Linked DNA regions of Mus musculus: regions 1, 2 and 4 are each linked to region 3. The links are chromatin contacts, called in public Hi-C and promoter capture Hi-C maps. All regions are on one chromosome and are shown on one strand. Each heading gives the region's core, a stretch centred on a gene start, on an enhancer-like site or on the middle of the called end of the contact. The rest is flanking DNA. Distances are from core to core; before and after follow the strand shown. Region 1 holds the start of Txnrd3 (thioredoxin reductase 3). Region 2 holds the start of Abtb1 (ankyrin repeat and BTB (POZ) domain containing 1). Region 3 holds the start of Pole4 (polymerase (DNA-directed), epsilon 4 (p12 subunit)). Region 4 holds the start of Mcm2 (minichromosome maintenance complex component 2).

The links. Promoter capture Hi-C pulls out the DNA fragments that hold promoters and counts their contacts. A called contact is a pair of places that touch in the nucleus more often than the background predicts.
Region 1: a contact with region 3 is called in a promoter capture Hi-C map of pre-B cells, with 11 times the contacts expected there. The contact joins the promoter of Txnrd3 here to the promoter of Pole4 in region 3. A contact is called at or near these places in 1 of 39 promoter capture datasets (pre-B cells) and 3 of 484 Hi-C or Micro-C datasets (CD4 T cells, CD8 T cells and Th1 cells).
Region 2: a Hi-C map of CD8 T cells shows a contact between it and region 3, with 7 times the contacts expected there. The contact joins the promoter of Abtb1 here to the promoter of Pole4 in region 3. A contact is called at or near these places in 3 of 484 Hi-C or Micro-C datasets (CD4 T cells, CD8 T cells and regulatory T cells).
Region 4: a Hi-C map of regulatory T cells shows a contact between it and region 3, with 19 times the contacts expected there. The contact joins the promoter of Mcm2 here to the promoter of Pole4 in region 3. A contact is called at or near these places in 3 of 484 Hi-C or Micro-C datasets (CD4 T cells, CD8 T cells and regulatory T cells).

Annotation. Positions count from the first base shown.
Region 1 is chr6:89,642,388-89,645,306 of GRCm38.p6, reverse strand. It overlaps Txnrd3 (thioredoxin reductase 3), which reads right to left and starts at 1,319. Exons shown (of 16, transcript NM_001178058.1): 1 at 905-1,319. The coding sequence starts at 1,174.
Region 2 is chr6:88,839,817-88,843,208 of GRCm38.p6, reverse strand. Abtb1 (ankyrin repeat and BTB (POZ) domain containing 1) reads left to right here and starts at 1,274. Exons shown (of 12, transcript NM_030251.3): 1 at 1,274-1,440; 2 at 2,309-2,371; 3 at 2,444-2,499. The coding sequence starts at 1,385. It overlaps Podxl2 (podocalyxin-like 2), which reads left to right. Exons shown (of 8, transcript NM_001347327.2): 8 at 233-652. The coding sequence ends at 442. Gm15612 (predicted gene 15612) reads right to left here and starts at 355. Exons shown (of 3, transcript NR_045880.1): 1 at 113-355.
Region 3 is chr6:82,651,216-82,654,500 of GRCm38.p6, reverse strand. Pole4 (polymerase (DNA-directed), epsilon 4 (p12 subunit)) reads left to right here and starts at 1,636. Exons shown (of 4, transcript NM_025882.3): 1 at 1,636-1,877; 2 at 2,334-2,418; 3 at 3,023-3,064. The coding sequence starts at 1,662.
Region 4 is chr6:88,897,495-88,900,443 of GRCm38.p6, reverse strand. Mcm2 (minichromosome maintenance complex component 2) reads left to right here and starts at 1,664. Exons shown (of 16, transcript NM_008564.2): 1 at 1,664-1,799; 2 at 2,928-2,949. The coding sequence starts at 1,794.

The DNA.
Region 1 (2,919 bases), core at 70-2,569, 7.0 Mb before region 3:
TTATCTCATAATATGAAAACAATGTCGAATGCCCACCCAGCCCCAAATTACAGAGTGTGCAACAGAGCTTAAACTAGCCACGACTTCCATGGTTCTTAAAACCTCCTCTACCTTCATCTTACAAGCTCCCTGCTAGTTCTGAAACCTGGTCAAGGAGCCAAACATGCTAGTTAACAAATGGGATCTAGATCCAGCTTCAGCTAGCCACGCAATCCTATTTTAATAAGACAACAATTTTAAATATTTTTTGGTTGTTCTTTTTTTTTTTTTTTTAACTAAAGCCCATTATCAGGCTGGAAAGCAAATGTTTCCCTAGATGGCAACCTCCCGGGACCCCGTAGTGAGTCAGAGAAGGTAGGCAATGAAACCTGGGAAAGTGCTACAAAAGCCCTACTCCGTCCACCTTCAGGCCCCGCCCACCTCCCATATGTCAGCGCAGGACCGCCCGCCCACTAAGTTCCACCCAAACCCTCCCTTACCCCCCACCCCCCATACACTAGGTCCCACCCACAGAGTTCCACTCAGACCCTCCCTATTAGCCCCTCCCACCAGGACCCCCTTCCACGGTTCCAATCCGCCCAATGAGCCCCGCCCAGACCCTATTCCGGTTACGCCCATCAAGCACCCTCCACAGACCTCCGCTTCGCCCCACCCACCAACCTTGCTCAGACCCCGCCCACCAGGCGCTAACTACTGAGCCCGGGGTTCGCCCGGCTCACTGCTCAGACCTCTGATCAGTCCCCAGATCCGGCTCACAAACTTACCCAGCCTCTTTATCGACGCTCCTCCCCGCCCGGCCCACCCTGTCCTGGCTTCACCTTCACTTCCCTCCTCCCACCGGGATTGCTTAGACCCTGCCCATCAGGCCACGCCCCAGAGCTCTGCTACGGCCGGCCCCGCCTACCCGCGTGCTGTGTGGACAGTAACTCTTGCTGAAGATCATCACCCTGTTGCCCTCGATGAGGTCCCGCAGGCGGCGCCGCAGCTCCTCGCGGGCCTCAGAAGACGGGCGGCTGGTCCCAGGGGAGGCCAGGCGGGCGCGGCGGCCGGGTGGCGACGACATGAGGCCGCCACGGACAGCACCCAGGCGGCGGTTGGGGAGGACTCCAACCTTCCCCAGCCCGGGCGAGGTCTGCGCCCGAGGAGGCGGCGGCGGGGACGGTGGCTTCTCCAGGGCTTTGTTGTCGCTCCGGGCCGAGCCGGGCCTGCTGAGGAACCGGGACGCGGGCGGCCGCCTAGGGGACGACGCCGGCAAAGCCGCTGAGAACTTGAGAACGCTACGCACTGGCCGCGGGCGCACCGGACAGCTACGGGGCCACGCCCCCGACCGCGCGACCCACGGAGAGGGCCCGCCTACCGACCGGCCACGCCCCCGGGAAAACTTTGCCCCACCTCCAGGCCTCCACAGGGCTAAGCTACGCCCCCTTAGCTCAGCCTGGTGAGCCTGCAAACTACTCTGTCTACCACCCAGTGGCACAGTGGCAGTCACTTGCCATTTTCAAAGGTGCGGAATCAAGCTTGTATGCTCTGCTCTTCTTGTAATTACTGTTTTCATTATCGTTTTACCACAGTTTTTGACACCCAGAGGCCTCTCTACAGTTCCTTCCGCTCCTGATTCTCCACCAATCTCAAAATAGGTGCTTTTCAGGAAGGGTAGATGTCTCCACTTTATTTCAGAAAATGTGACAAAAACCTTGTCTAGGAAATACTGATTCTTTTTTAATTTGCACTACTGAAGCTGAATAAAAATTACTATTGCAATTCAGTTTCAATATGAGGTTCCTAGGTTACTACCTCCCCAACCCCTCAACCCACACACACCCTCAGCAATTCACTGTGACAGTGTACTGCTTAGTTTTTGTCAACTTGGAGCATACTAGAGTCACCTGGAAAGAGACTCAACTGAGGAAATGCTTCCTTCAGATTGGCCTGTAGGCAAGCCTGTGGAATATTTTCTGATTAATGATAAATGTGGTGGCATCAGGCCCACTGGGGAGGGGGTGCCACCCTTGGGCAGGTGGTCCTAGGTGGTAAGAGAGCATGCTGAGTGAGCTATCGAGAGCAAGCCCACGAGCAGCAGTCAGCTTCTGCTCCTTCTTGGGTTTTCTGACTTCCCCCAATAATGGAGTGTGACTTGGGACTTTTCCCAAATAAACCCTTTCTTCCTCTAAGTTGTTTTTGGTTAGTGTTGTTATCACAGCAACAGGAAATAACTAGGGCACAATGGATTCTCAAGCCATCCCCAACACAGGAACCATTTGGAAAGAAGGTCAAATAAGAACAGGCGGTATGCAAACATTTTATCAACTGAGCCCTCTCCCTGGGCTCACGTTTTAAAGTTATTGCTGTAAGCAGCCCTTCTGAAGTTCAGCTTCCTGTAAATGAGCAGAGGCACGGACTCTAATTAGTGGCCACTGTTAGTCAGTTAGCTGGACTATCCTTAGCACCTGTGGTCTGGAACGCCCACTCCACAGAGGCCTTGAGGAAAACTGCATGGCCAGTGTATCTGGTGCCTGTCTGAAGGGCAGGCTCAACCAGGGCTGCTTCAAACATTTGAGCCAGACTTGTTATCACCAACCCTTGAACCCTAGAAGACCCTACTAAAACTCAAATCTTTTTCACTTGCAACCCTTTTTAACCTGAATGATTTCACATGATCTCAAAAGTACATTCAACAGATTCACAAACATTTACTGGTAATAAATCATAATGAATTTAATTTTTAGGAAAATCTTAGGTACCTTTATAATTTCACCCTTTATTAAAGATGAGAGCAAATTTACATTCTAATGAGATGGATGGATAGGGTTGTTTGTTTTTACATAAAACAAATCTTGGCTGAAAATTCAATACCATAGAAGGTAGAACATTGTCACTGTTTTTCATAATTGATCAATATTTTAATTTTATAATTGTCAA
Region 2 (3,392 bases), core at 25-2,524, 6.2 Mb before region 3:
GGGGGCAGGCCCTGCACATTCTGCCCTATCTCGTATGCTTTGAGTGGGCTGTCTCATGTATAATGCGCTGTTGGAAGGGATCAAGTGACACCAAGGGGGTCACAGGGTTTACCTGCAGAGGTTTAGGTTTGAGTTGCAGGCACTTGTATCCTGGGCCCCAAGGGAGTAGTACCCTGGGGGCTTGGCGTGGCCAACCACTGTGCGCGCCTAGCGCTCTCTCCTGCTGCTGCAGTCGCACGGTGAGGAGCTGCGCTTCGTGGAGAACGGCTGCCACGACAATCCCACGCTGGACGTGGCCAGCGACAGCCAGTCGGAGATGCAGGAGAAGCAGCCCAGCCTGAACGGTGGGGCCATCAACGGCCCGAGCAGCTGGAGCGCGCTCATGGGCAGCAAACGCGACCCTGAGGACTCGGACGTGTTCGAGGAGGACACTCACCTGTGAGCGCCGGGCCACGGGCGCGAGACTGCCCGACGCCACGGCCCCGCGCCCCTCCCGGTCCTCCACGCGGACCACTATGCTTCCCCACCGCAGCAGGCGACCGCGGCGCAGCTCCCACCCCGCCCTGCCCGGCCCCGAGCGCTTGCCCGAGGCCAGCGCGCTCCCCGCGCCAGGACTCCATTAAAGCCGCTAAGACGCGCGGGCCGCTCCGCCTCCACGCCTGTTTTTTGCCTTCCGAGGGCTGCACTCCGGGGAGTGGGTGGGATGGGCCTGGAGGAGTAGGTGGGGCAAGGGAGGCTGGCTGGGCGTGGCCAAGGACGGGTGGGCTGGGAATTTCATGGAGTTTGTGGGCGTGGTTAGGGATATGTGGGCGGAGGGTAGGGAGTATAAGGTCATCTGGGTGGAACCAGGCCGGGTGGGCTGAGCCTGAAGTAGGCTGGGAAAAGTCCTGGTGGGCGAGGCCTCGGCCTGATGTGCGGGACCTGAACCGAGCTAGACTCAGGACTGACAAGCGTTCCAAGCCTGTGGGAGGTGCTGTTTTCAGAACGGATCCCAAGAAATGTGGGCGGGGCCTGCAGCGAACTGCTCTTCCGGTGAAGCTCTTCTGAGGAGGCGGGGTCTTGGTAGTGAGCTATTCTTCGGGCGAGTGGGCGGAACCTGGGGGAATTGAGTTGTCCTCTAGACGGGTGGGCGGGGTGAAGGCTAGAAGTCCCCAGAGGCTAAGTGGGCGTGGTTAAGGTTACTGGGTGCGGCCTTGGGGAGCGGCCTTCTGGATGCGAGGGCGGGGTTCGGGCCGGACGGTCCTCCGGGCGGCAGGCGCCGCTGCGGAGTCGCAGGCGGGCATAGCTAGGCCGTGCCGCGAGGGGCGGGGCGGTGAGTGTTTACATCCGGCCGGGCACAGACGACTCCCGAGATCACTCGGCCGGGGGTCCAGTCTCTTTCGCCATGGATACCAGCGACTTGTTTGCCAGCTGCAGGAAAGGGGACGTGGGCCGTGTGCGGTGAGAACCTGAAGTGCAGGAGGCGGGCAGGCGTCCGCAGGGCTTATCGGGCACGGGTGTGGGGTTGGGCGCCGTGGGGCTCCCGAAGCTGACCGAGTCAGGGAGATCGGGCTCTAGGTCCCTTACTTAGCTCGGTGCAGGGAAACGACTCCTCTCCGTGGAGGTTCCAAGAGGCGCAGGCGCCGCTGGTGCAGCCAGTTACCAGCCTGGCGCCGAGACCGTGATCTCCGTGGGCAGGCAGGGAAGAGAAGGATCCTGACCCTTTTCTTTGATAGACTCCTTTCTCCCATGGCCCTTCCTTCCAAGTCCCCTGGTCCTCAACAGATGTGACCAAGCTGCAGCTCTCTCCGACACCAGATGCCACCTCAGAGTTAATGATCCGTCCCTCAATTTGAATGCAGCTCTGAGAGTTCAGGTCTTGCCTCAGATAGCCTCCTTGGGCTGCCATGTCCCAGTGATCGCTTTCTGGTTCATGACCTCTTCTCCTCAACATTTTATCAATTGTTTTTTCCACTTCTTCCATAGATCTGTTCTGTTCCCCTCCTTCCCCGCCCCCAGTGCCTGCATCAGCTTTCTTCTGACTTCCCTGCCATTGGCTCCCCAGGCTGAATTAGGGGCCCCATCACCTTCTCTCTCCCAGATATTAAAAGACCAAATTCTCAGCCTTCTGAACCTGGGGCTTGGCCTCTGTCCATGAAGCCATCACCCAACTCACAGTTGCAGACCCTTGCAGACCTGTGTAGTCCCAGGCCTTACCCTTCTCAGAGGCATTCCCTAGCCCAGAGAGATGTGGCCTCCTTCCCCTTCCTGGTTGTCTCTCTCCCAGATGAGAAGCAATTCTGACCCAGGCTTTGAACTTCCTGCCCAGGTACCTGCTGGAGCAGCGAGACGTGGAGGTGAACGTGCGGGATAAGTGGGACAGCACCCCTTTGTGAGTGTGAGCGGTGGGGTAGCTGGGTGGGCAGGGTGGGCCTACCCTACTGACAGCTTCCCCCTTTCCTAGGTACTATGCCTGCCTCTGTGGGCATGAGGAGTTGGTGCGCTACCTGTTGGCTAATGGTGAGAGAGGGTCAGGGTCTGCCTGTAAGCTCTGAGACCTTGCTCCATGTTTGTATGCACCCTTGATTTCTTGTTAACTCCCTAAAGTCAACACATAGTACTCTCTAACCCTCTATCCACTTTCTCACGTTACCCTTGACACCCAGGCCAGTTCTGGGGCTGTCTCCTGTACTGTACCACCATTGGTCTGCTAAACTGACTCTCTGATCTCCATATTTGCAGGCAGGAGGATCTTTCCACAGCAAAGCTGATGGGAGTGTTTGGGATAAAAGCACGTGGGCATGGTTGCCCACACCTGCAATTAAATTATTGGGAGAGAGAAAAGTCGAGACAGGGATTATCTTAAGTTCAAAGCTAGTCAGGGCTACATTGTGAGACCCACTCTGACCTCCTCTCACTTTGCCTTCCTTGGGTCTCCCACCTGCTGGCTGCCCCACTAGACCTACCCATCTCCTACCTCAGGGTCTTCTCAGTTGCAGTACTTCCTGCTTAGACTGGAGTTCCTTCCTAGATCTATGCATCTCCCGCTTCTTTCAAGTCCCTGTGCTTAGCCACCTCACTTCACAGTTCTCCCCATGTGGCTGCCACTGCCATAGTCACCCTTGGTTCTGTTTTGTAATAATGCCGGCTGTCATATAATAAACTATGCATGGGCTCCACTAGGTTCAGTTGGGGCAGGGATCTGCTAGTCACCAAGATGGCTATTTACAGGGCCAGCCCCTCAGTCTGGCCTTAACTGCATATAGTCCAATATTTACATGTGTATTCATGAGTATGCCTACATCTAAGTGCACAGATTGTATGCCTTGGCCTTCCCAAGGACCGAAGGGTTGCCTGGGCCTCTGTGGCAAGGAAGGGCCTCTGGGGAGCTGGGGAGGCCAGAGATCTCCCCA
Region 3 (3,285 bases), core at 387-2,886:
CTTAAATTTGGAAGTAAATGATTTCAGGTTATTATGCAATGAGCCCTTGGCTTCCCCTTATTCCACAGGTACACTGTGGAACAGTCTGTGGCTCACTCATAGCTGTAAATAAAATTACTTACCTGCATCAATAGTACAGGCATTATGACTAAACATTAATATTTATATAAAGCAATTAACTAGGTACACAGTGTTCTTATTATGCCTTATATTAAAAATTTAGTGTGTGTTGGATGCATTTGTTGGTATAAAGGCCCAAGGTCCACAAGCTCACTGATTTGGTTCGGCTAGCTTAGCTGGCCAAAGAACTTAAGCAATCCTGTTCTCTTAGTGCAGAAGTTACAGGAGTTCTATCACACTAGCCTTTTACTGTGTTCTGGTGATTCGAACTCAGGTCCTTGATGAGCAGCATACACTTTACTGAGTTGTCTCTCTTGCCTATTGCGAATATTTGCCACACTTCCATGCCAGATCTCTGGTTCGGTATGAGAACTCATAGGTAAGAAGAGGCAGGGAGAGGCTTCTTGGAGATCCTTTGCAGAGGCCGGCGAGGTCAAAGCGATTTTCTGTTTTAAAGATAGGGCCTTACTATGTCGTCCTCGCTGGCTTGGGAACTCCCTCTGTACACCAGGCTGGTTTCAAAGAGCATGATGTGCTTTTGCTACTTGAGTGCTTATATTAAAGGCGTGCACCACCACACCTGGTAAAAGTTATCTTAATCTTAGTCATTCTCATTCTCTCAAGAAGGTGCAGTGGAATTTTCCATAACTATGCAAAAAAACAGATAGTAAAATGTTGAGAAGCAGCTAGACGATCAAATTGTTTTCTAAAGGAGACATTAATTTTTTTCTCATCAATTTTTGTTTTTGTTTTGTTTTGTTGGTTTTGGTTTTTTCGAGACAGGGTTTCTCTGTGTAGCCCTGGCTGTCCTCGAACTCACTTTGTGGACCAGGCTGGCCTCGAACTCAGAAATCCGCCTGCCTCTGCCTCCCAAGTGCTGGGATTAAAGGCGTGTGCCATCACCGCCCCGCCAATTTTTGTTTTTGAAAAGTTACTTGTCATGATAATGTTTTGCCAACACTACATACTAGTATTTTAAAACATAAACCCTATGCAATTAATGTTCCTAGAGAACACAGTTTTTAGTTTTGTTGTTTTGAGTAAGGAGATCAGTGTTCTGAGCTAACCCTTGTTTGACCAACCACAGACAAAACTTGCTCTCCGTGTCTGCACGCCTTTTTTGCAGTGGTTTCCTCCCACTAAACCGCACTTCCAATTCTGCCCGTCAAACGTCCCATTCCACCTAAAACATGATCCCCGGCGCTGGCCCGGGTCTGTCGCTGCGCGGGGCAGCGTTGTGGGGACACCCACGGGTTCCCCTCCTGTTGGCCTAGAGGTTAAACTCAGCACCTACTGAGGCTCTAGAGAAGCATCCGGACTTCCGGCTCAGCTAGGCCACGCCCGGCCGCTTCCAGGCTGTGGCCGCCCGGAAGAGTACATCAGACCCCGGAGTCAGAGGGGGCGGTTCTGGCGCGCCACGCCTAGTGAGGGTGGGGCCACGCCCACACGGAGAGGCGTGGTCTCTACCCGGCGCGGGAAAGGGGCCGAAATCGCGTGCGCGCGCTCAGTCAGCGACCGCGCGCCACACGTTTCGGGAGGGGATGGCGGCAGCGGCGGCTGCTGGGAGCGGGACGCCCAGAGAGGAAGAGGCTCCCGGAGGGGAGGCAGCGGCTTCGCAGGCCCAAGCCCCGACGAGTGCACCCGGGGGAGTTCGCCTCTCGAGGCTGCCTCTGGCGAGAGTAAAGGCCTTGGTGAAGGCAGACCCTGACGTAACGCTGGCGGGACAGGAAGCCATCTTTATCCTGGCGCGTGCCGCGGTGCGACGGGGAAGCAAGGGCGCCTGGGTCGGGGAAAGGGGCGTGGCATCTAGGGGGCGTGGCGCTAGGGGGCGTGGCGGGCCCTGGTACGCCGACCTGACTTGACTGAGACCTAGGAAGGCCTCTGTGGGCCCCGTTTGAGTTGGTTAGCCACTCTCCTCTTCACGAGGACCCACGCAAATTTAGTTTGCATGGCTCCCACGGCTCACACAGAACTTGAAGGGGATCCTAATGAATGAGTAGGGTGGATTTGGAGATATTAGAGCAGGGGGATTGGAGCTATGGAGAGGGATAGCAGAAGTATTTTCATAAGTTCAGTACAATGGTAGCTTCTAGAACTTTCCTGTGTGGTAGAGTTCCCCCTTTACCCTTCTTGTCCACGTCTACACAGGATTGCTCATCTCAGTGGGCTAGAGTCCACTAATCTCTGCTTGCTTTTTTTTTTTTTTGTTGCAGGAACTGTTCGTGGAGACTATCGCAAAAGATGCCTACTGCTGTGCTCAACAAGGAAAGAGGAAAACTCTCCAGAGGAGAGATTTGGGTAGAGTCGCTGTGGTACCCCAGGGTGGACAGGGGAGCTATGGGCTGGGCTTTCTTATAGCTGTTTCACAAGGCATCATTGAAGCAAGGGGAAATTTGGCTTTTGGTTTATTTGTCTACCTGGTAACCCTTCCACATGTGTAAGCCTTTAGAGACTGTACCTCTCATTCCCTTCTATGCTGCCAAACTCTTTTTCTAGTATCTTTTTTTTTTGTTTTTGTTTTTCGAGACAGGGTTTCTCTGCAGCCCTGGCTGTCCTGGAACTCACTCTGTAGACCAGGCTGGCCTCGAACTCAGAAATTCACCTGCCTCAGTCTCCCAAGTGCTGGGATTAAAGGCGTGCACCACCACGCCCGGCCTTGTTCTAGTGTCTTTAGAGTAGAGAGAAAAGTGAATTTTGGAATAAGACAGGATTGTAGGATGCCTTGAACAGCATTTTCGCTGGCTTTTGAGGTGAGACAGTTAAAAGAATAGTGAGTGTAAAGATGGATCTTAGGACCTCTGGGTTACAGTTTGTAAGTGATGTCATTTGCATAAAATTCCATGTTGGGTCTGATGTCTGAATGGCAAGAGCCAATCAAGTATCCCTTTACCTTGTGTTTCAGATAATGCAATAGAAGCTGTGGATGAATTCGCTTTTCTAGAAGGTGAGTTCACTGCCTGCACAGACTATTTCTCTGTTGATGATGTGAGCTTCAAACCTTATAAAACCTTATAAAACAGATGTGTGGTTTTCCTTTGTATACATGGCAGCAATTCTCCCTGTTTTGATAGAAAAAAAAGGAACATTTTCCATTCTTGGGGAATTAGAAATTCTACAGGGAAATTGCAAGCTTAAAAGAAGAAGGAGGGAGTATATAAATTACCA
Region 4 (2,949 bases), core at 415-2,914, 6.2 Mb before region 3:
TCCTGGCTTGCACCAGTGCAGGGTATGGACAGCTGTGCCCATCTTGGGAACCTAAAGCATGTTTGGGACACTGGGACCCTCCCTATGTCAATCTCACTCGCTGTTCTGATCTTTCAAAATTACAAACCACACCTCTTTCTATCCCATTACAGTAAAGGGATTACCCACCTGCAGGGTCCTTCCAGGCCTGTGGTGACTCTACCCCTCTCCGTTGTCACCAGGTCTAGCAAGGCCCAGGCTACTTGGACTCTTCACAGAATGTGGCTCTGGTTTATCTTGTCCATGACACCCTGCTAGTAAGGATGGGTAAGCATGGAATGGCAGACCAGTAATGAGAGATTCTATAAAGGAGGAAGATAAGTTGTTTTTTGTTTTTTTTTTTTTTAAGAATTGGGTGCTTGTCATATCATTGGAACTTGTAGGGGCCTAGGGGCTTATGGTGGACACAGTCAGCTTTTCAAAGAACATATCCTATTATGGTGGCATAATATGCTTTCTATTTTTTATTTATTTATTTTTGAGTCTCTGGCATATAGATGCAGTACCTTCCTGCATCGATAGCAGCTCTGGGTACCACAGTGGCATCCAGCAGACAAGAGGGTGTGGATTCCTGTCTCAGAGGTCATACTAGCCCATCTCCCTAAGATACCCTTTAGCACCTTGGGGTATCTCTTGTACTATAAAGCCTGCAGATCCCCCTTTCTGAGCGTCCTTCCTGATTTCCTCTCTGCCCTACACTAGGTTCTGTGTGGGATTATTGATGCTGTGCATACAGCAGAAGTCACATCCTGCCCAGTAGCTGAGAACCAGATGCCTAAGACTGTAGGAACAGTAGCAGGCCTCTCACTGGAAGCACTCAGCCTGTCTCTGCCCACCTCGTCAGGTGGTAGCTACTGATTCATCCTACACCTCGATTTAACAGATCCCTCAGGTGACCTCATGTCAGGACAGAGCTCCAACTCCTAGACAGACTGCTAATCTGCAGTCTGAACTCTCCCACCTTTCCTGGGCATTACAAGCTTTGAACCAAGGGAGTGGTAATCCCTATATACTCCCAGCCTTCGCTGTACTGCATCACGCACCAGGCCCTTTTCACCTGGAACATCCTCCCCATACCTTTGCCAACTGCAGCCAAGTACAATTGATTCCCACTTTGATAAAAGCCCACAGCAGCCTGGGTGCTTGAAGGATTGAACCTCAGTGCTTTGGGAGAGGTTGATGCCAAATCAGGAAGAAATCAGAAAACAAGCTGGGCAGTGGTGGCCCACGCCCTTAATCCCAGCACTTGGGAGGCTGAGGCAGGCAGATTTCTGAGTTCGAGGCCAGCCTGGTCTACAGAGTGAGTTCCAGGACAGCTAGGGCTACACAGAGAAACCCCAGCCTCGAAAAACCAAAAAAAAAAAAAAAAAAGAAATCAGGAAACAGTCTCAGTTGCAACAAGTGGCCATACCGACACTTAGATACCTAGGTCACACTCTAGAAGGCCGGATTGGTCCTCAGAGCCACTAGTGACCCAAAGTCCCGCTTCCTTGCCTTAGCGTGGTAAACGCTGAAGGGTTAAGCCTAGGTGTGCAGGAGGCGAGGGCTCAGCCTTTTGAAAGCTGTGGGCGGGGAGCGGGGCGGGGCTTTCTGGTGTGGGCGTGCCCAAACATTCTAGCCCTCCTTCCGCTCTAGATTGACGAGGACGTAGTGACGTCTGAGTCCTCCCGGCGCTTCCCGGGCATGGGCGGGTCACGTGGTCTAGTTTTCGCGCGAAAACCGGTGGCAGCTGGTGCGGTGGAGCTAGCGCAGACATGGCGGTGAGGAATGGGCTGATCCCGGGCGGGCGGTATTCAGCGATCTCGGCTAGCTTGGCCGGTATCTTCCTCTAGTGGCAGGCTTGAGTGCGGGGCTACCTGCACCAGTCTGGGACGGGTCGTCTCTGCTCTCCTCATGTGTCTCTAGGCCCCGGGTTTACACGCACTTATGGTGGTGAGGCTGCAGGAAATGGAACCCAGAGCCCCGCGCATGTAGGGAAAGCCGGCTACCACGTAGCTGCGTGCATCCCTTCTCTCTTGAGAGTCTCATAGCTGGGCCGGGGAGGCGTATGCCTTTAATCCCAGCACTAGGGGGTTACAGGCAAGCGGGTCTTTGAGTTTTACAGAGTGAGTTCCAGGGCAGCCAAACTGCACAGAGAAACCCTTCCTCAAAAAGAAAGAAAGTAGAAAGGGTCCCACTAAGTAACCCAGGCTGGGGTTGAACTCGCTCTGTAGTGCGGGTTAGCCTTGAACTTGGCGATCATCAGGCTTCAGCCTCTAGGTATTTTGGATTTCATGCCTGTGACATCAGGCCCGGCTTTCCTACTCTGTTTTGTTTTTTTTTTTTTTTTTTTTTTTGGTTTTTTGGTTTTTTGGTTTTTTGGTTTTTTTTTTTTTTTTGGTTTTTTCGAGACAGGGTTTCTCTGTATAGCCCTGGCTATCCTGGAACTCACTTTGTAGACCAGGCTGGCCTCGAACTCGGAAATCTACCTGCCTCTGCCTCCCAAGTGCTGGGATTAAAGGCGTGCACCACCACTGCCTGGCTCGGCTTCCCTACTCTTACTGTTAGCGTTTTCATTAAAGGTTAAAGATCTGTTCTTTCCACCATTCACTTCTAGAATAGTGTTCCTTGATGCCTCTTTTATCTTCACCTCTTGTTTCAGCACCCAGCATATTGTGGGGTTTGGGCTAAGTGGGGTGTGAAAATAGATTATAAACAGGTTTTTAAAAAAAACTACATAGCCCCCGAGGTTTTTCATAAGACAGACATGGACAGATCTGAGGGACTAATATGTCCCTGAGAACAATGCCTAGTGTACAGGAGACAGACTGTGGGAAGGCCCCATGGTAACCAGGAGGCTGTCAGCCTGTGTCCCTCCAGTGTCTGATGGCAGACTTTTTCTCCTACAGGAGTCTTCTGAGTCTCTCTCAG